Regions from separate parts of the Mus musculus genome. Here regions 2, 3, 4, 5 and 6 are each linked to region 1. Evidence: chromatin contacts called from public HiCAR-type, HiChIP or PLAC-seq and promoter capture Hi-C data. All regions are on one chromosome and are shown on one strand. Each heading gives the region's core, a stretch centred on a gene start, on an enhancer-like site or on the middle of the called end of the contact. The rest is flanking DNA. Distances are from core to core; before and after follow the strand shown. Region 1 holds the start of Leo1 (Leo1, Paf1/RNA polymerase II complex component). Region 2 holds the start of Gsta4 (glutathione S-transferase, alpha 4). Region 3 holds the start of C920006O11Rik (RIKEN cDNA C920006O11 gene). Region 4 holds the start of Fbxo9 (f-box protein 9). Region 5 holds the start of Dnaaf4 (dynein axonemal assembly factor 4). Region 6 holds the start of Lrrc1 (leucine rich repeat containing 1).

What was found. Promoter capture Hi-C pulls out the DNA fragments that hold promoters and counts their contacts. HiCAR-type assays count read pairs that join an accessible place to other places. HiChIP or PLAC-seq counts read pairs in DNA pulled down with a chosen protein or histone mark. Capture Hi-C pulls out chosen DNA fragments and counts their contacts.
Region 2: a contact with region 1 is called in a promoter capture Hi-C map of liver, with 3 times the contacts expected there. The contact joins the promoter of Gsta4 here to the promoter of Leo1 in region 1. A contact is called at or near these places in 1 of 39 promoter capture datasets (embryonic stem cells), 1 of 115 datasets of contacts at active chromatin or transcription factors (embryonic stem cells) and 1 of 9 other capture datasets (liver).
Region 3: a contact with region 1 is called in an H3K4me3 HiChIP or PLAC-seq map of embryonic forebrain, with 10 times the contacts expected there. The contact joins the promoter of C920006O11Rik here to the promoter of Leo1 in region 1. A contact is called at or near these places in 1 of 39 promoter capture datasets (hippocampal neurons), 2 of 115 datasets of contacts at active chromatin or transcription factors (astrocytes and embryonic forebrain) and 1 of 9 other capture datasets (liver).
Region 4: a contact with region 1 is called in a HiCAR-type map of astrocytes, with 5 times the contacts expected there. The contact joins the promoter of Fbxo9 here to the promoter of Leo1 in region 1. A contact is called at or near these places in 1 of 39 promoter capture datasets (erythroid cells) and 3 of 115 datasets of contacts at active chromatin or transcription factors (astrocytes, embryonic stem cells and stem cell-derived neural progenitor cells).
Region 5: a contact with region 1 is called in an H3K4me3 HiChIP or PLAC-seq map of embryonic stem cells, with 6 read pairs. The contact joins the promoter of Dnaaf4 here to the promoter of Leo1 in region 1. A contact is called at or near these places in 1 of 39 promoter capture datasets (liver) and 2 of 115 datasets of contacts at active chromatin or transcription factors (embryonic stem cells and stem cell-derived neural progenitor cells).
Region 6: a contact with region 1 is called in a promoter capture Hi-C map of embryonic stem cells, with 5 times the contacts expected there. The contact joins the promoter of Lrrc1 here to the promoter of Leo1 in region 1. A contact is called at or near these places in 1 of 39 promoter capture datasets (embryonic stem cells) and 5 of 115 datasets of contacts at active chromatin or transcription factors (astrocytes, embryonic forebrain, embryonic stem cells and 2 more).

What each region holds. Positions count from the first base shown.
Region 1 is chr9:75,440,024-75,443,031 of GRCm38.p6, reverse strand. It overlaps Leo1 (Leo1, Paf1/RNA polymerase II complex component), which reads right to left and starts at 1,508. Exons shown (of 12, transcript NM_001039522.1): 1 at 1,397-1,508. The coding sequence starts at 1,454.
Region 2 is chr9:78,190,420-78,193,427 of GRCm38.p6, reverse strand. It overlaps Gsta4 (glutathione S-transferase, alpha 4), which reads right to left and starts at 1,462. Exons shown (of 7, transcript NM_010357.3): 1 at 1,364-1,462.
Region 3 is chr9:78,174,489-78,177,496 of GRCm38.p6, reverse strand. C920006O11Rik (RIKEN cDNA C920006O11 gene) reads right to left here and starts at 1,583. Exons shown (of 4, transcript NR_040401.1): 1 at 1,462-1,583; 2 at 755-926; 3 at 404-498. It overlaps Rn7sk (RNA, 7SK, nuclear), which reads left to right and starts at 1,864; the gene lies at 1,864-2,195.
Region 4 is chr9:78,107,094-78,110,101 of GRCm38.p6, reverse strand. Fbxo9 (f-box protein 9) reads left to right here and starts at 1,446. Exons shown (of 13, transcript NM_023605.2): 1 at 1,446-1,811. The coding sequence starts at 1,809. It also overlaps a transcript of Cilk1 not described here.
Region 5 is chr9:72,957,187-72,960,194 of GRCm38.p6, reverse strand. It overlaps Dnaaf4 (dynein axonemal assembly factor 4), which reads right to left and starts at 1,410. Exons shown (of 9, transcript NM_026314.3): 1 at 1,198-1,410. The coding sequence starts at 1,320.
Region 6 is chr9:77,543,233-77,546,240 of GRCm38.p6, reverse strand. Lrrc1 (leucine rich repeat containing 1) reads left to right here and starts at 1,389. Exons shown (of 14, transcript NM_001146048.1): 1 at 1,389-1,776. The coding sequence starts at 1,618.

The DNA of each region.
Region 1 (3,008 bases), core at 259-2,758:
GGGAGTATAAAGCCAACAAAGGCAACATACACAGCAGATCCAGTAGAAGAAAGAGGGGGAAAGAAAGGGAAGGAGGCACGCAGGCAGGTAAGCAGACAATCAGGCAGACCTACCAAGTTCTACCCTGTCACATCCGTAGCAACTTCAAGACTAAGAGCAGTTGTCAAAGACAGGACACCAGACCCTGAAAGTCAGTCTTGGAGAGTCCACTAACTCAATGGTAAAATGGAAGAAAACTGCCATGACCTTAAAAGAAGTTTTTAAAAGGGAAGAAAGGGGAGGGGAAGAAAGCGTAGAACTGCAATCATCTGTACACTCCACTTCCCTAAGCTATGGGTGGCTATGAGAAAGCACTACAGGTACATCTTACTAAACGACGCTTTCACCAGTGGATGCAAAAAAGCACTAAGCGTTAAGCACTAAGCTGGGGAGCGGGAACCTGTCTTCTCATGATTACATTCCCAACCCCTAGCAAGGTGGCCAGGAGATGATAGGGATCCTTGTTTACTGAATGAATGAAACGCTTCATGGAAAACATGGGAAGGTGTACACAGAATTGTGCCTCGAAGACACAGAGAATAAACTATGAGCAAAGCCGGGCACAGGAAGAGTTTAGTTCTCTGTACTTTTACTTAGTGCTCCCTCCACAACTGGAGTAATTACATACAAACTGGAGTTGGTGACGAATGGGGGGAGGGGCAAGGAAAATGACATGTATAGAAGTTAATTTGGGCCTGGGGGGGCTGCAAGAATTCTGAAGTTCATCTCGGATCTTTCCTCATTCTTCTATTCACATCTCAAATTCAGATATTCGTAGACCTGTGCCAGAAATGCCCCCCATGAACCATCATTCATTCATTCATCACCAAATCCTGTCACTCCTCTCCAAACACTCCACAAGTTTCCCCATTCTTACATCACAGACAAGGAAACTGGCTTTCCGCACAGGCTCTCCAAGGGCACCCATCGCCAGTGCGTAGTCCTTCTGTAGAACTCCAACCTGATCCCTCCCAGACCCTTCAGGGGCATCTACACTCTCCCATCAACTCGCCCTTTCACACGGGGCGTTACCGCGCCCGATGGGCAGTTGAACATGTCTCCACTCATTCACTGCCAGCCACCCTTTCAATTGGCCATGTATGCACGGAGGGGCGCAGGCCACACGTCCTCCCTTCTGCTCCCCCAGGAGTCCAGGCCGGTCCCTGATCCTCCAGGCACTGACTCCGCGGCGGTCTCCCCGGGAGAGGCGGGCACCGCCGGGCATGCAGGGGGCGCTGGGCAAGAGCTTGGGGACTTCGCGTTGCCCGGCGCCGCGCCTCCGGCCGAAAAGCAACCCGACGCCCCATGTGCCCATCCGCGGAGCTCGCCCGCCCGCCCGCCCGCCCGTCCGCCGCACCTTTGCGCTCGGCCTCGCTCTCAGCTTCGCTCCCGAAGAGGTCCTCCATGTCCGCCATAGCAGCTTGGTCCGCGGCCTTGGCTTGCTCGGCTCGAGCCTGCTTTACGGCCAGACCCGTCCAAACACGACGTGTCGTAAAGAGCCGCACAAAGACCTACTTTACTTTTGTGACCTAGTTTTCTCCAGCACTCGGCTGGCTCCGCCCCCACCCCCTCCACCCCCGCCCCGGTGTCTGCGCTCGCCCGCTACTCCGTTAGCCCGCTCGCACGCTGTGCGGAGCTTGGGATGCGGGTCAGACTTGTTTACGACCTGTCAGCTGCGGCCAGGTTTCTTAAAAATAGTTGAGGGTGGGTGTGGTCGCTCTGCTCTGGGGAGGCAGATCTCTGTGAATACCAGGCCAGGTTCGTCTACAAAGCGAGTTCCAGCCAGCCAGCCAGCATATGTCTACATACGTAGATCCTGTGGCAGAAGAATAAGAAATAAGTCATTGAGAGCTCTAGCCTGGAGTAGTTAGTGGTGCACGCCTGTAATCCAGCACTCTAGAAGCAAAGGGTCAGAAACCCAAATTCATCATCAACTGCATAGCAACTTCAAGAGCAGCGTGGGATCCTTGAGAACCCCCACCCTTAAAAAAAAAAAAAAAAAAAGGGCTGGTGAGATGGCTCAGTGGGTAAGAGCACCCGACTGCTCTTCCAAAGGTCTGGAGTTCAAATCCCAGCAACCACATGGTGGCTAACAACCATCTGTAATGAGATCTGACTCCCTCTTCTGGAGTGTCTGAAGACAGCTACAGTGTACTTACATACAATAAATAAATAAATCTTTAAAAAAAAAAAAAAAAAAAAAAAAAAAGACCTGGTGAGATCGCTTGTCGGTAAATGACTTGCCCTTAAAGACTAAAGATCTGTTTTCCGAAAATCCAGCACCTACTTAAACTCAGGCACGGCTTCCAACATCTGTAATCCCAGCTCTCAGGTCCAATAAAGGACCTTGTCTTAAAATACAGATGCTGGATGGTGGTGTCTAGGCCAGCCTGGTCTACATAGCGAGTTCCAGGACAGCAGGACAGCCAGGGCTATACATAGAGATTCTGTCTGGGGGAAAAAAAATAAAAAAAAGTAAGGTGCTGCCTGGTGGGGTGAAGAGCATTTCAAGAATACACTGGAAATCGGCCTTTGGCCTCTAGGCACATGGAAAGTAGCTCTGTACAGAGCTTGCCTATTATGAGTGAGGGTTCAAATTCAATCTGCACTGGGGAAAAATAAAAGATTTAGGACTAGAAATCCCAATATGGGAGGCTGAGGCAGGAAGACAACTGAGAATTTGAGGCCAGCTGGGGCCACAAAGACAGCCTGGATTACTAAGGATGAAGCTTTCAGTAGTATTAGGTTAGTTTCTGGCAGTATTTGCTCATTTCTGATCTCTTCTTTAAATTACATTTATTAAAATAAATTTATTTTTAATTTTATTTCTTTAAATGTGCATGGGTGCTTTACTTTGCATACATATCTGTGCACCACATGCATACCTGGTACCTGAAGATGTCAGAAAGGGGCATCAATCACATTACCTGGGACTGGAGTTAGAGACAGCTGTTACCTTCCATGTGAGT
Region 2 (3,008 bases), core at 213-2,712, 2.8 Mb before region 1:
AACCTTTCCGACCTGGGAAAAGTACCTTGTGCTATAGGAAGCTGGTGTAGTTTTACAACTGGCCACAGCTGTCTGGGAACACTTAATTGTCTCTTTTTCATAGTCTAAGAGTGGGCTGTTATCATTTCAAGGGTATTGGGTTCTGTTTCCTTCGAGGGCAGGAGCCATCTGCACCTGAGAAAAGTTGGTTGTTAATCAAAAGGGGGTATGAGTCTCAGGGGAGGCTACGGGATGCTGCTTTCTTGTTCCCAAGGCTGGCATTTGCGCTCCCGAGTACGTACACACACACACACACACACACACACACACACACACACACACACACACACACACACACACACACACACACACACACACACACACACACACACACGAGCATCGTCACAGGGAGGGAGTGCTAACTGCTCTGACTCCACACAGGGCCAGGAGAGTGTAGGATTTGATGTGCAGGTTTCTCAGGTCTCTTCAACTTTTGAAGTTATAATGTGTGAGGGTGTTTTGGTGTGCCCAGTCATACTTAAGCTGTGCACAGACAACGCACGCGTGTCCATTGGATAGATGTCCATTTGCTATTTTCTTCAGAATCATGAGAGACTAGAAGTTAGACAGACAGGGAGAGGGGCCATGGATATGTAAGAAACCTGATGAACTTCCAAGATGGCTGGCTTCTTCTATACCCTCCAGGCTGAGACAAAAGCCTGGCCCCTTAAAACCAGGGCCTTGCAGGCTTTTACCTCCCAGCAGCAGGCCACTGCTGAGGGACTAACTCAACACCTTCTAGGCCATCTGGATTAGGGCTGGTTTACACGAGAGTCACAGGCCAGAGAAACTTCTTTTCTTTAAAGTGATTACCCTATATTGGGGGGGGGGGGTCTTCAGAGACTAAACAAACAAACAAACAAACAAATCCAGCCCTCGAGAAGAGATCGGGGATTTTTAGATTTTGTGGCTTCAGTGTTGCAGATCTTTTCTCTGTGTGTCTGCTGCATGTGGGTGGTTGCTTGCCTCCAGCAAGCCCCCTTCTTCAGCTGCTGAGTCTCTGCTCCTGTCTGCAGGGTTTGAGATTTCTTCACTGCTATCTGTTGCAGTTGAAATTCCTCCTGCCTTTTAATTACTTAAATGGCAGAGAAAACGAACCCTACCAAGACCTTTAGACCATACCAACCGCTCATCTACTAGGCAGAAAAAATTTGTGCCTTTTATTTGGCCTAAACAAGCTTTGAGATAGTGAACAGCAAATAAATCACAAAGTTAAAACAATTGCGGATTATAAACTGTAGCTTTAGCAAAATTATGTAACTACTCAGTGCAAGAGGAGTACACACACACACACGCACGCACACACATGTACGCACTCACTCACCTTATTCTTGTGGGATTGTTGTCTCCAGGCACTGGAAAGAAGCGGTTCTGCGAGCGAAAGTTCACCGTCCTGCAGGTCGTTTTGGAAGCTCCGCCCACCAGCCATTGAACATTTAAGAAATGTACACGCCCCCTAGGCACGTTGGTTAACGCTTTGTTTCCCGGGGAGAAGAACAGGTTTGCTCTAAAAGTTTTCGCTGACTCATTACTGAGTACACTCTTTGGGGGTGCTGACGCGAGGACTCCGATTCCTGTGCTGGAAGTGTTTACATTCTCTACGGGGGAACCCAGTAATATAAGCAGTTCAGATAAATGCACTGTATTCAAAATAACTATAACATCAACCTATTGAAAGGTTAGAGCTTGCAGATTTGTGAATTCATTGTATTCATTGCCAACAAAAGTACAGTAGAGAGGAATCAGCGACTGGGAGCATCGTGCTGTGGTCCATTCTTGTGATGCTAAAATAGACACTCAAGACTTTATTTTTGAAAACAAATTAGAGACGTACAGTTCTGGAGGTTGGGCAAGCCAAAATTGAGGGGCTTTCTTTCACTTGCTGAGGATGGGGTAAAATAAAAGAAAAAAAAAAGTGTGCCCTCCCTTGACGAGAGAGAAAGCGGCAAGCTCGTGCATTCACCTTAGGGGTGGACTCCCGATGAATGGGAAACTTTGCCCCCTCCCTCTCTTTCTCCTTAAAGAATTTTTTCCCCTTTCATTTTACCCTGTAGAATGGGGCAGATGGTTAAAAAGGCATGACCGCCATTCCTGGAACAGTCATAGGCAGCCCATCAAGAACCGTTTGTAGTTAAGGTTACAGGTGGGGCATAGCTCTGCCTTTGAGAAACAGAGGTACAGTCATGAACAGGAATAAACCTAGTTTGTCTTTACTGTAGGACGGCTTTGAAGCCTAAAACTGAGGCAAGCTAGTTCTTCAGTACCTAACCCGCTCCTCAGTGACATTAATTCACTCGTGACAGCGGAGCCCTCATCCACCTTATCACCTCTTTAAAAGTGCTGCCCCTCAAACCAGTTGCCCCAATGCAAAATGGCTTACGTTTCTGTAACAGGCTGGCAAAAATACATTTGAAAAGAGACACTTTGTGTCTCTCAGTCCGACTATCAGACTACGGAAACAATGGACCTCAAAGAAAAGGGACACTCCCCAGGAATCCAGTCAGAGGGGGATCTTGTCTCCTGGGAAACATTCCTTTGGCACAGTTTCTAAGAGTTAGTCAGAACGTCTTACAAGATGAGACTGAAGCACAGAAAAGCAGTGAGCACACGTGACCACTGCCTAGACCAGGACCGCTTAGATGTGCGTGCCTGAGGCTCTCTGGTTAAACTCTGAACTCACTTCAGTACCTGGAAGATGGACTTGAGGTGGGGAAGATGGGTGTGTCCCTGGATGCCTGGATCCCTGTTCTTTTTCCATATTGACTAAGTTTCCTTTTTCTGCTCTCTGCCCCCACCCCCACCCCCGGCCCCCCAAGACAGGCTTTCTCTGGTCTAGCCCGGCAGCCCTGGAATTTGCTCCCTAGACTAGGTTGGCCTCAAACTTACAGAGGTCTGCCTGCCTTTGCTGGGATTAAATCAAATTTAATTGTAGATCAATCATCTTAACTCTTAAAGGTGAGAGCAGGTTT
Region 3 (3,008 bases), core at 334-2,833, 2.7 Mb before region 1:
ACTGGATTGGTAAGAGGACTTTAGTAGAAACACTGAAATCATAATTAAGTCTGCTGCCCATTTACTTGCACACCAGTAACACTTTTCTTCTCAGTTTATCATGGTTATGTAAGGCGTTAGCACCCGGGAGGACTGAGGGCTCTGAGGTTCAACTTTACAACATTTTTATAAATCTCAAGTTATTCATAGTGTAAAGTCTACAGACCTTGTTTAGAGCAGCACCGAGACACATTAGTAAAAACTCCGCATGAGACAGACTGCTTTGAGGATAAAGCCTTGCAGATTTTTTGGTGGGTGTGATAACCTTTACCCGTTGGAAATAAATACCAAATCGTGGCACTCCCATATGAAACTATGTTAGGAGGAAAGACTCCCACAAACCAAGAGGAGGCAGGAGACATACCAAGCACACCCTAAAGCTGCACACATCCGGGTAAGGGCTGCACACAGAGTTATGCAATGTTTTGTTTGCTTGTATCTGAAAATCTCCACAGGAAGCTGAAGAATAGAACAAAAGCAAAACTTGCACTCGCAGGCCAGGAAACAAGGCTTCCAACCGTGCAACGCAGGTACAGAAAATTCACCTAGAGGGTGTATAATCAATAAAACTGACAAAATTTACATTACTTCCCTTTGTCCTTATTACCTGTTATCCCTCGTAGAAACCAAGGGTAACTTAAAAGGGGTAATGAATCCCGTTAATTACATCTTAGTTCAAAGAAAAGTCCCTAACAGGAAGGATCTTATGGCTGACCCGGACCAGTAGTGATGCGAAGAGAAGGCGTATTGTCTGGCTAATTTGTGAAAATACGGTGGGCTGGGTACAGCTCCAGCGGCAGCTAATGCCCGTCTCACGAACTCCATGCGACCTCTACTGTTAGGACAGTGGAGCTTGTGCCTCGACGTCACGATGGCTTTCGGCCTTTCTGGAAAACAAACGAACCAAACTAAACCAAAAACCAAACAACAAACCGAACAAACAAAAAACCCGAACGCAGTACAGAGCGGTAAAGCAAAGTCCTATCTTCATCCCAATTTTCTGGACATAACTGAATGTTCAGGATTTGGGAGGAGTGTTTTATTATTGTTGTTGCGTTTTCCCTCGCGCATTAAAAAGATGCCACCATTTTAACACGTGAAAGAAAGGACAGAACCCTTAGCCTTGGTTTTCAGTGTGTCACTTTCACATTCCGATTCAGGGAAGCTGGGGGGCATTCGTTGTAAAGGTATTAGCCTAGCAGTGCACATTATAAAGTTCTTGGACTTTGAGAAACTCAGGATTTTCCAAATTTAGCTACAAAGGGCACGGGAAGCCAACGGAGGGCCGGGTGCATCACACTGTTCTAGGAATTAGCTTTTTACTCGCTTCGGTGTGTCACTTCGGCCACAGAGGGAGACAGACGATTACGGCCCACGGAAGGCCGCGTGAGTCTCGTGAAGCTGGAGATGCGCTGGGTCTACCTTTCGCCGTCCGCTCCGCCTTGGCAGAGGCGCCGACACGCACCGAAGGCAGAGAACCCATCTCGTATGGGACCGCACCGGACACGGGCGCCTGGGCCAGGAGCAGAGCCGGGCCGTAGAATAGACATGGCCGTCGGGGGCGGGGCTTCGGAAGGTTTAACCAATCCAAACTGTTGTATTTTGCATAGCCCCAAAGCATTTTGGTTAACAGTAAAAACATCCTAAATTTAAGTATTTTAATTTAAACTTAGAACGAAGCGAGTATAAAAAGGATTATTTAACCCTAAAACGGATTCAGGATTTGTTATAATATCAAGTACAGTCGGCTACATAAGGTCACCACATGTGTAAAGTTACAAAATTCTATGGCCTTATATACCTACCAAGAGCCTGCTTACTCTCGGATGTGAGGGCGATCTGGCTGCGACATCTGTCACCCCATTGATCGCCAGGGTTGATTCGGCTGATCTGGCTGGCTAGGCGGGTGTCCCCTTCCTCCCTCACCGCTCCATGTGCGTCCCTCCCGAAGCTGCGCGCTCGGTCGAAGAGGACGACCTTCCCCGAATAGAGGAGGACCGGTCTTCGGTCAAGGGTATACGAGTAGCTGCGCTCCCCTGCTAGAACCTCCAAACAAGCTCTCAAGGTCCATTGTAGGAGAACGTAGGGTAGTCAAGCTTCCAAGACTCCAGACACATCCAAATGAGGCGCTGCATGTGGCAGTCTGCCTTTCTTTTGTAGTTCCTGCAATTTAATTTTCGTTTAAAACTTTATTTTATTCTTTAACTTAAAAAAAATATATATTTTTATTTTTTTAATTGGGTATTTATTTCATTTACATTTCCAATGCTATCCTATCCCAAAAGTCCCCCACACGCTTTCCCACCCACTCCCACTTCTTGGCCCTGTCATTCCCCTGTACTGAGGCATATAAAGTTTGCACGACCAAAGGGCCTCTCTTTCCACTGATGGCCGACTATGCAGCTAGAGACAGGAAAAAAATTTTTTTTTAATTAAAAATTTTTTAAATCTTTAAAAATTCTGTTATGTTAATAGATGTAAATAGAGATGTAAATATGTTTAAAAGGTGTGTGTGTGAGAGAGAGAGAGAGAATATGAGTTCAGGTGAAGGTTCCAAGCAGTCGTAACAAAGATTCTGTCTGGGAACAGTTCTACCCCACCTCTCTCTTTCTTCCTTCCTTCCTTCCTTCCTTCCTTCCTTCCTTCCTTCCTTCTTCCTTCCTCTCTCTCTCTCTCTCTCTCTCTCTTGTTTTAAACATTTATTTAGTTACTTGTTTGTTTGTTTCAGGTTTCCTCTGTGTGGCCCTAGCTGTTCAGGGACTTTCTCTGTAGACCAGGGTAGCATTGAATTTAGAGATCTGCCTGCCTCCCAAACTCTGGAAATAAGAGCATGAGCCTATTTACCAGTCCCTGCTTAAATTTATTTATTTAAAAAAATGTTATTAGGACAAATGCTATTACACTCGAAAAGGCAAACACCCAGGACAGGTAGGCTGTAACTTTAAGCTGCTGAAGGAGGAAAATGGAGA
Region 4 (3,008 bases), core at 197-2,696, 2.7 Mb before region 1:
CTTCGGAGGACAAGGAAGCTCAAAGCTTTAGTTAAGGAATGTAAAAGCATTCTTGGTCTCTAGCTAGAAAAAGTTTACCTGGTTCTGCCTGAATCTCATGGTGGCTTCTAGGGAATGACACCCTAGATTCTGGAAGAAAAATGACATTGTCTTAAATTGATTTCACCTTCCTAGGGGTAATCCCATGGGCCAAGTCCCTGACCTATATCCCACTAGATTAGTCTATAAGGGAGGAGCCAAGGACAGTCTCCACCTAGAGGTGGATTCCATTATTTACAAAATCTGCCGAGAATAGGTGACAGTGCTCAGCCCTAAATGGGACATATCTATATCCACTCCCCAGCCCCCAGCTCCGGGAACATTAAAGAAGATGGGGTGGAGAGAATGTAAGAGCCCGGGGACAGGAAAGAGTGTTCCGAGATGCTGTCTTTTGGATATGTCACGACAGGTGTATTCATCAGCCTACTGAAATTATGATAATTTCTACAAAATCAGGCCCAAAAGATAAGGCAATATTCCAGCATTAACTGGACTCAGTGGAATACAAACTAACTAAATAGACAACATACACAGGATTTGCAATTTCTTACTGTAATCAAGTTGCACCCCTCCCCTTTTACCTCCATGTCTTTGCCGAAGACGTACTTCATTTCTGAGCTCCAGAATAAAGTAGCACAATAAAATTTTAAGTTCTGTGAAGTCGGGTGAATGTAGCGTCCTGGCTGTTAGGTTCTAACACTTACAGAAACTCAATAAATGTTGTCTAAATGTCTGTCAGAGGCCAGGAAGCCCGTAAGTTTTGCTAGCATATGCCTGTAGGTGAAAAAGTTCTAAAATGTGCAATCCAAGTGCCTTCTATTGACGTGGAATCGGATGTTTGGACTGTAAGAAGTGGCACCGGGTTGGGGGTGGGTGGGTGTAAGTTCCGGCTCAACGTGGAACATTTGACTACAAATCCCAGCGTCCCTTGTAGTGTCCACTCCTTCAGGAGTCGGGTTTCAGGCCTTGAAAAGGGCCGTCCTTCCCCCGTTGTATTGTGGGATCTGTAGTTCGACGTGACTTGCGTTGGCTGTTACCACTCTCCGGCTGCACACATGAGCGTACGTTTTCTTCGGTTCAGAGTCTGTGGGGTTCAATGATTGTTGAGTTTTCGCTCTCTTTTCTCATTCTGACAGGGCACCCAGTGTCCAGGGCGCCTAAAGTACTGTCCCCTAATGTCCAATTAGGATCGACTCAGGGGGCTCTACTCCAAATTCAGGTTCAAACATTTTGAGCTAACGTCTGCTCCTTCCTGCCTGGGTGTTCTCAGCATCAAACAGGCGGGCTGAGTGAGGCGGGCCAGCTTAGCTCCACCGACGGCTGCACACAGTAGGCCCATCACCCTAGCTCGCGACGGGTGGCTGGTAGCCAAGCAGGCGGCGGCGACGGCGACGACGGCATTGCGCATGCGCGGCGCGGCGGCGCAGTTTCCGCAGCAGAGCAGGCAGCTCCGCCGCTGCGTCCAGACGTCTCCTGCTGGGCCGACGCTCAGCTCTTCGCTCGGTGCTCGGCCTCCGCTGGCGACCGGCGACCCCTCCGCAGCTCGAGTCCCCGGCCGCCGCAGCGCGCCTGCCTCCGGCCCCCTGTCCCGCGAAAATGGCTGCCGTACGCCGGGCCCGCAGTTATTGCCGCTGCCTGGTGCGCTTCTCCGACCGAGAACTCTGCTAAGCCGCGCTGCAGCAGACGGGCAGGAGTAGACACCGGGCAGCCGCCACCCCTCCGGGAGCCGGGCGCGGGAAGCCCCTCGACTGGGCCGGCCGCCGGCCAGCATGGTAACCGAGGAGGGAGGGCAGCAAGGGCCGGGTGGTGAGGGCAGGGTTTGACGGATAGCCGAGGAAAGGCCCGCTTCGGTCACTCCAGACTGTCCGAGCTGGGAGTCGGGTCTCAGGTGACCTGTCCTGGCTTCTGCACAAGGGAGGTGGCCCTGGCAAGCGGTGACACTTGTTGATCGCTTCTGTTCTGGCAGCCCGGCCCATAGATGATTTCGGGAGCTCCACGTTTGGGACGCACGCCCTCGAGGTGTCAGTGGCCCTGGTAGGATATTCGCAGGCAGTGCTGGCAAACTGGACTTGGAGGGATTCTTGCCAAGTTTCTTGATAGCGAGGGCCTAAGCCGCTTCTCTGCTGTGCGGACGGAGAGACTGCGCCAAGCTCCATGTGTGACAGCTCCGGTCTCACGGGACTGTTGCATGGAGTATGTAGGCTCTGCAGTGACTTAAGAAACTAGTTTCCGGCTAGGGCTGGATGATTTAAGAATGAAAGATACCAGACTGACTGGGAGAACACTCAAGTGGCTTTTTTTTTTTTTTTAACATGAATTGGCTGCAACGGTTTATTTTATGAAACTAGTCTGGTGCACAGAAAACACACTAATTGATTCTTCTTCTAAACTTTCAAAAGTAGTCCTCAAACCACGATTAAGCCCTTAACCTTCTTTATGTTCAGTTAATCTCATCTGCGAAGAAACTAACCCACTAAACTATACCATGATGCTTGAGTAATTTTCAACTATGAAAATACTGATGATTAACTAAGCTCCTGCTTATTTCAAGTGGGATTAAAATCGACTAAATGTAGTAAAATTCCAGTTCCTACTGTCAAAATCAAGGTTAACAATGGATTCTGTTCTGAGATAGGCATTCTGTATTCAACTAGTTATTTTTGAGCCTCCGACTAGCCTGGCATGGTGTGGGGTTTGGTGCAGTACCAGATCTTCAATATTAGCAAACCTATTAACTGTGATCTGTGATAAACTTTTAATCACATCTGAAAAGATGACCCAGAATTCAGAATCACTAATTCTCTTTACAGATCTCTCTCTCTCTCCCTCCCTCTCTCCCTCTCCTTAAATTAATGTTTTAAAGTGTGTGCTAGATTTATGTTAACTTGACACAGACTAGAGTCATCTGAGAGGAAGGCACGCCTCACCTGAGAAAGTGTCTCCGAAAGATCAGGCTGCAGTCAAGCCTG
Region 5 (3,008 bases), core at 161-2,660, 2.5 Mb after region 1:
GCCTGTTATCCGGGCACTCAGGAGGTAGAAGCAGGGTGCTCAGACATCCCAGGCCATTCTCAGCTACGAAGTGAGGGAGCCAGTTTGAAGCCAGCCCTCCCCTTCTCCATCCCGGTGTGTGTGTGTGTGTGTGTGTAAAATGTTTCTCAAAACCCCACTGAATTTATTCCAGGCAGCATAATTTAGCAAAGCATATGAGGACGCAATAGATGAAAGCAAATCTGGAACCTGAATATGTCTAGATGACACCACACTGACAACAGATTTGTTTTTGTTGTTGGTTTGGTTTTTTTGTTTTTTTTTTTTAGATATTTTTGTTTGGTTGGTTGGTTGGATGGTTGGTTTTGTTTTGCTTTGTTTTTTGGTTTCTCGAGACAGGGTTTCTCTGTGTAGCCCTGGCTGTCCTGGAACTCACTCTGTAGACCAGGCTGGCCTCGAACTCAGAAATACGCCTGCCTCTGCCTCCCAAGTGCTGGGATTAAAGGTGAGCACCACCACTGCCCAGCTGTTGTTTTAATGACAACGTTGTGCGCATGTGTGTGGGTCTGAGTGCCATGGCACGCAGGAGGAGGTCAGAGAATTGTGAGAAATTGGTTTTCTCCTTTCTGGGGACGGAACTGCAGCTGTCAGGCTTGGTGGTAGTGCATTAACTCATTGGCCCATCTCAGCAGCTTTAGACTTGTTTATCAACTTTAAGTTGAGGTTTAGCCAGGGATGGGAGAGCATCCCATTAATCCCAACACTTGGAAGTCTGAGGCAGGAGGATTGCCAGTGTGGGCTACAGAATAAGACACCCTCCACCCTGCTCACACCCCTGTAGCTATTGGGGCTGGAGAGATGGTTCAGTGGTTAAGAGCACTTATTCTTCCATCCTGCGTGGCTCACAACCATCTGTAACTCTAGTTCTAGGAGATCTGACCCCCCTCTTCTGGCCTTCGCAGGCATTTGCACACACCTGATGCACACTCATGAATGCACGCATTCATACATTTAATATATACATAGTTACTAGAGATGTAGCTCAGTGGCTTGGCATACACAGGATGCTGGGTTTGATCCTTAGCATAACAAAAATAAATTAATTAAGGGTAAAAAATGTAAATTAAAAATTAACTTTAAAAAAGTAAAGCCATGGACACTCTACAAGACAGCTCCTGCTCCCGGGGCGCACAGCAACTGCATCTCCGCCCCGCCCACCTTCAGGTAACTTTCCCCACAGAATACGTCAGCATCGCGCACGCAGACGCCCCGCAAAGGCAGCGACAGGAAGATCGTGGCCGGCGTCTGCTGCCAGCTGAACTCGCTCACTCGCACTGGCATGGCGGGACCAGGGACTGCACAGCCACTTTACGTCGCTAGGAAGCCGATCGGGTTGCTAGGGAAGCGGGGATTGCGGGGTTGCCATCACTTCCGGCCCTTAGGGTCCTTCCGGGTCAGGGGTCCAGTAGGACCCTCGGTCTCCCACTATGTTGGGTATTGCAGTTGTCGGTAGTCCTACTTGAGTCTGGAGTATCTGTGTCCCCGCTGCCTCTGAGAGAATGAGGACGAAGTAGAGCAGAACACGGAAACGAGAGGGCTCGGGGACAGGAGACTGCCGTGCGCAGGCACTGCTTCCCAGAGGATCCGAGTTCGAGGCTCAGCACCCGTGCTCGGCGTCTCTCAAGCGCCAGGAGCTCCAATCTGATACCCTCTTCTGGCTTCCGAGGGCACCGCACTCACACGCAGGCACAACTTAATTACATACAAATAGTTTAAAGTGACTTTTTGCTAAAGGAGAAGAGAAGCTGTGGTGTGGCTCCCTGGGAGAGGCTGGGTTGTATTCCCAGCTCTGGAAAGGAAAAAGCTTGGAGCTTTAGGATGCAGAGGGATATGGGTCGGCAGAGCTGGAATGTGTACATTGTGACAGCAAGGCACATTTAGAGTCAGGACGTTTGGTTTGCTCTGACCATTTGCTGTGTGGTAGCCTGTAATCTCACGACTTGAGCAGAGCCCTCAGTTGGAGACCCACCCTGATAAACACAAATATTCTGTCTCAAAATACAAAGCAACGTTTGATGTTCAGGGGCTGACGCCGTCACCCATCCTAGGAGCACTGGTGTGTACATTCCCTTAACCCTGGGAAGGGACCTAAACTTCAATTTTTGAGACCCAAAAGCCTCACAATAAACTTTGCTGCAATTCCATAGTAGGATCTATTGGATTTAAACTGATCCATTTCCCAGTAGCTTACACTGGACTTCAATAATACACACCGAACTTCAGCTGCCAAGAAACTTGAAGGCCGTGTAGTTCAGCCCAACGTCTTTAGTGCCATGTGCATTGTTAGCAGAAAAATGACTGAGATCTTTCATTTATTCTAAATGCTCCTTCTACACTACTTCCTTAGGCCCAGTTTCTACATTACGCGAGTCTGATGTGAATGATAAATGTAATTAAGTACTAGAGAAGTTATTTGCACATAGAATGCTGCATTTTAAACTAGAAAAAAAAAGTTTGGAGAGCATTTAGGGAAATGTTTAAACTCCAGCATAATTTATTGCAGAAAGTTTAGGATCAGTAGAGTTGGTGTTAGTATCTCTCCCTTCCTGATCCTGACCTGTTTTGTCAGCAGATCATTATCTCAAACTTCTGCTCCTTTGTCAGTCCTTCTGAGCAGAGAACCTAACATCCTGCTGATTTGTTTCACTTTCATCCTGCTTTTTGCCATTTCCCTCTTTTTATTCTATTCTTGTTCCTAGCATGTTGTCTCAAGCTCTTGTGTCTTTTCTGGCTTCTACAGGCACTGTATACACACACAGACACACACACACACACATACACACATGCACATACTTAAAAATAAAAAATTGGGGCTGGTGAGATGGCTCAGTGAATAAGAGCACCGACTGCTCTTCCAAAGGTCCTGAGTTCAAATCCCAGCAAACACATGGTGGCTCACAACCATCTGTAATGAGATCTGGCGCCCTCTTCTGGTGTGTCTGAAGACAGCTACAGTGTACTTACATATA
Region 6 (3,008 bases), core at 140-2,639, 2.1 Mb before region 1:
AATGCAAGAATGAAGGAGGAGTGGAGGCTCAAAGTCCGCCTCAAGAATGCAGGCACCAAGTCAGGTTAAAAAGTGAAGTCAGCATAGTGGCAGGAATTAGGTACTGGCTGTAACCATCAAGTCTAGGTGATAATCCTGAGGTAAAAACAGGTCAAATTTCCTCCTTCATCAATCAAGACAAGAGATCCTCCTGATAGAGACGAAACCTTTATGTATCTCTCCCCCTCTCCCCCTGGGCAAGTGCCCTGTGCAGTTAAAAATACTGAAGAGACAATGAAAAAAAGTTTCAGAGCAAACTCTGCCTTGGTTACTAAGCAAGCTCAATTTTCAATCTTCTGCATATTGTGATGTTGGTGACTCCAGATTTGAGCTGAGGGAGCATAAGGCTTCCTTTGCTGGGTGGGGAGTCAGAGAAGACTCTTAAAACAGTCTATTAGCTATTGTATTTGGCCTAAAACGGAGTCATCAACTGTTCATGTGGAGTGAGTTTGGTTAGTTTGTATCGTTGACTCTGAAAACAGAAGAAAAGGGGTTCAAATGTCTGGCTGTGGTAACGGGAACCTCTGAGGAGCAAAGGAAGAAATTTGGGGCTCCCCGCCCCAAACTACAGCGTGGGTTGCAATCTCCCCTTTGTAAGACGCAGGGTGCTGTTGAAGAAATACAGGAGCCAGCTATTGGAGGTTCATCTGCCTTCCTGCACCAGTGCTTTCTGTACCTCAGCCCAGGTTAGCCCCCAAAGCACATCTGGCTAAGGTGGAGCTAATGCTGAAGCGCACCTTTGCCATCTCCTTTCTTCTCGGAGCATCTTTTAGAAGATTTTTGAAGACGGACATCCATGCTTTTGTTGGCACCAGGAAGTTGGTGACACGTACATCTCAGATAAGTCCTGCTCACCAAAGATGCTCTCAGGTCGTAGGGCCTGCCAGCGAGTGTGCGCAGACACAGGGCACAAACGGGGGTTAGGAGGAGGGGGTGTCGGAAAGCCAGAACCGACTCCTTCATTACCCCGCGCTCAAGGTACTCGGCGGGGCGGTACTTCCTGACCCCGGAAGAGAAAGTTGTTTTGGGGAAGGGGAGCAAGAAAAAAAAAAGCACGGTGAGTAAAATGAAAACTCCGAAGTTGTTCTGCTCCTTCTGGCCTTCGGTCCCTGCCCTCCTTAGGAGCTTTTTGGGGCGCGGCTCCCTCCAGAATCGCACACTGTGCGACTCCCCGCGGAGGAGAGGACCGCAGGAGCACCGTCTCCCGACCCTCCCGGGAGCCGGGTCTCCAGGAAAACCCGGAGCGGAGCATCCCCGGCCGGGACACGCCCTCTGCGTGCCGCCGAGTGCGCATGCCCAGTGCGCGGCGGCCGCGAGTAGGAAGCGGAGCGCGGCGGAGGGGGCGGTGGGAGGGGACGCTCGCGACTGTGGCGAAGGCGCGGGACGCGGCGAGGGTTCCCGCGGCTTCCTCAGAACGTTCGGGACGGTGGAGTCCTTGCGAGGCGCGAGCGAGCTTGGAGCCAGCAACGAGCTTGGAGCGGGCGGCGGGCGGGGAGCAGCGGGGCGGCCGGGCGGAGCGGGCTCCGAGCCCCGGGCTCCGCGGCTCGGCGGGACACGGCTCTGGTGGTGGAGGCGGCGATGTTCCACTGCATTCCCCTGTGGCGGTGCAACCGTCATGTGGAGGCCATCGACAAGCGCCACTGCTCGCTGGTCTACGTCCCCGAGGAGATCTACCGCTATGCCCGCAGCCTGGAGGAGCTGCTGCTGGACGCCAACCAGCTCCGGGAGCTCCCCGAGGTGAGTGCCCGCCTCACCTGGCGCGGTGGCCGGGTCCGTGCGCTCCTCCGCTGACTGCTTCGCTCTGGGAGACTCTGGCCAGCGGGGTCCCACTACTGCCCTCAGCCCTCCCTGTGCCCCCCTCCCCTGCTTCCCGATTAAACCCATCCTCCAATAAAAGTTGTTTTTCATTTATACCGAAAGACTTGGTATTTAACAAGTAGTTACATGGCTAGTGGAGAAACGTTCTGGTCCACTAAGTGGCTTAGATCCACGTCTGGGAACTAATGCCGGTTAGGTGAGAAGCCAGGTAGCTCACACTGTTCCCAGCTGGGGGCGACCATGCGCCCCATCACGCCCCGGGGCGATCGGCTAGCAGCCAATTCTCCAGCTAGTGGCTTGGAGCTCCTCATTTTGGGCTAACGCAGGTCCCAGAGGATGTGGGGACCCAGCAGCGCGAAAGTAAGCTTTAGTATATCTTGGCATCTGTAAGGAATGTGCTCCGGGCCTTATCTCTGTGGGCTATGCCCTGGAGAGATGGCGCTTGGTCCGCTTCGGTAGCCCCGTGGCCGCATTGGGGTGCTGGGCAGGAGGAGAACTGCTGCAGGTGCCCAGGTTCCCGCCGCTGGTGCACTGCGTGCGTGGACCTGTTGCGTGGTTGGAACTGCGATGAACGTGTGTAGTGGCTCCCGCTGCGAGTCAGCCCTGCTTGCTGCCTTTCCGCCACCACAGAGCTTGCTTGGGTCTGTCCTATCACTAATGCCATATCTTTTCAGAGTTGTTTATGAAAATTAATCATCTGCCGCACCGAACTTGGCCTGTGACAGATACTGATTGTGCTTCTAGGCCCTGCTGGGGTTAGACGCTGAACTTTTAACCCTTGAATTTGCCTCGGGATTCTAGCTTTAACTGTTAAGGAGGACGCATCCTTTACCCAGGTGTAAGGAGGAAGTAAGCCAGTGGCAATCCAGAGGTGCAGGAAATGGAAGTCCGCTGGGAGGCCCGGAGAGAGCCTAAAGGCCCGAGCCTCGGAATGCAAGTACCTTGTTTGTCCTTTGTTACCGCTGATGATGTCCTGCCATTTTCAAAGAAACTCTGATCAGATGTCTGGTTTGTTGGAACACGGACTGATAACGATCGCCAGTGCTGACAGAGTTTAGAAAATCACAAGTGTGTTTCTCTCAACATCTCGAGTGAAGTTCGTCTTGAATTAACTTTTCTTGGTTCCCATGGCCTCCTCTGTGTAATCACAA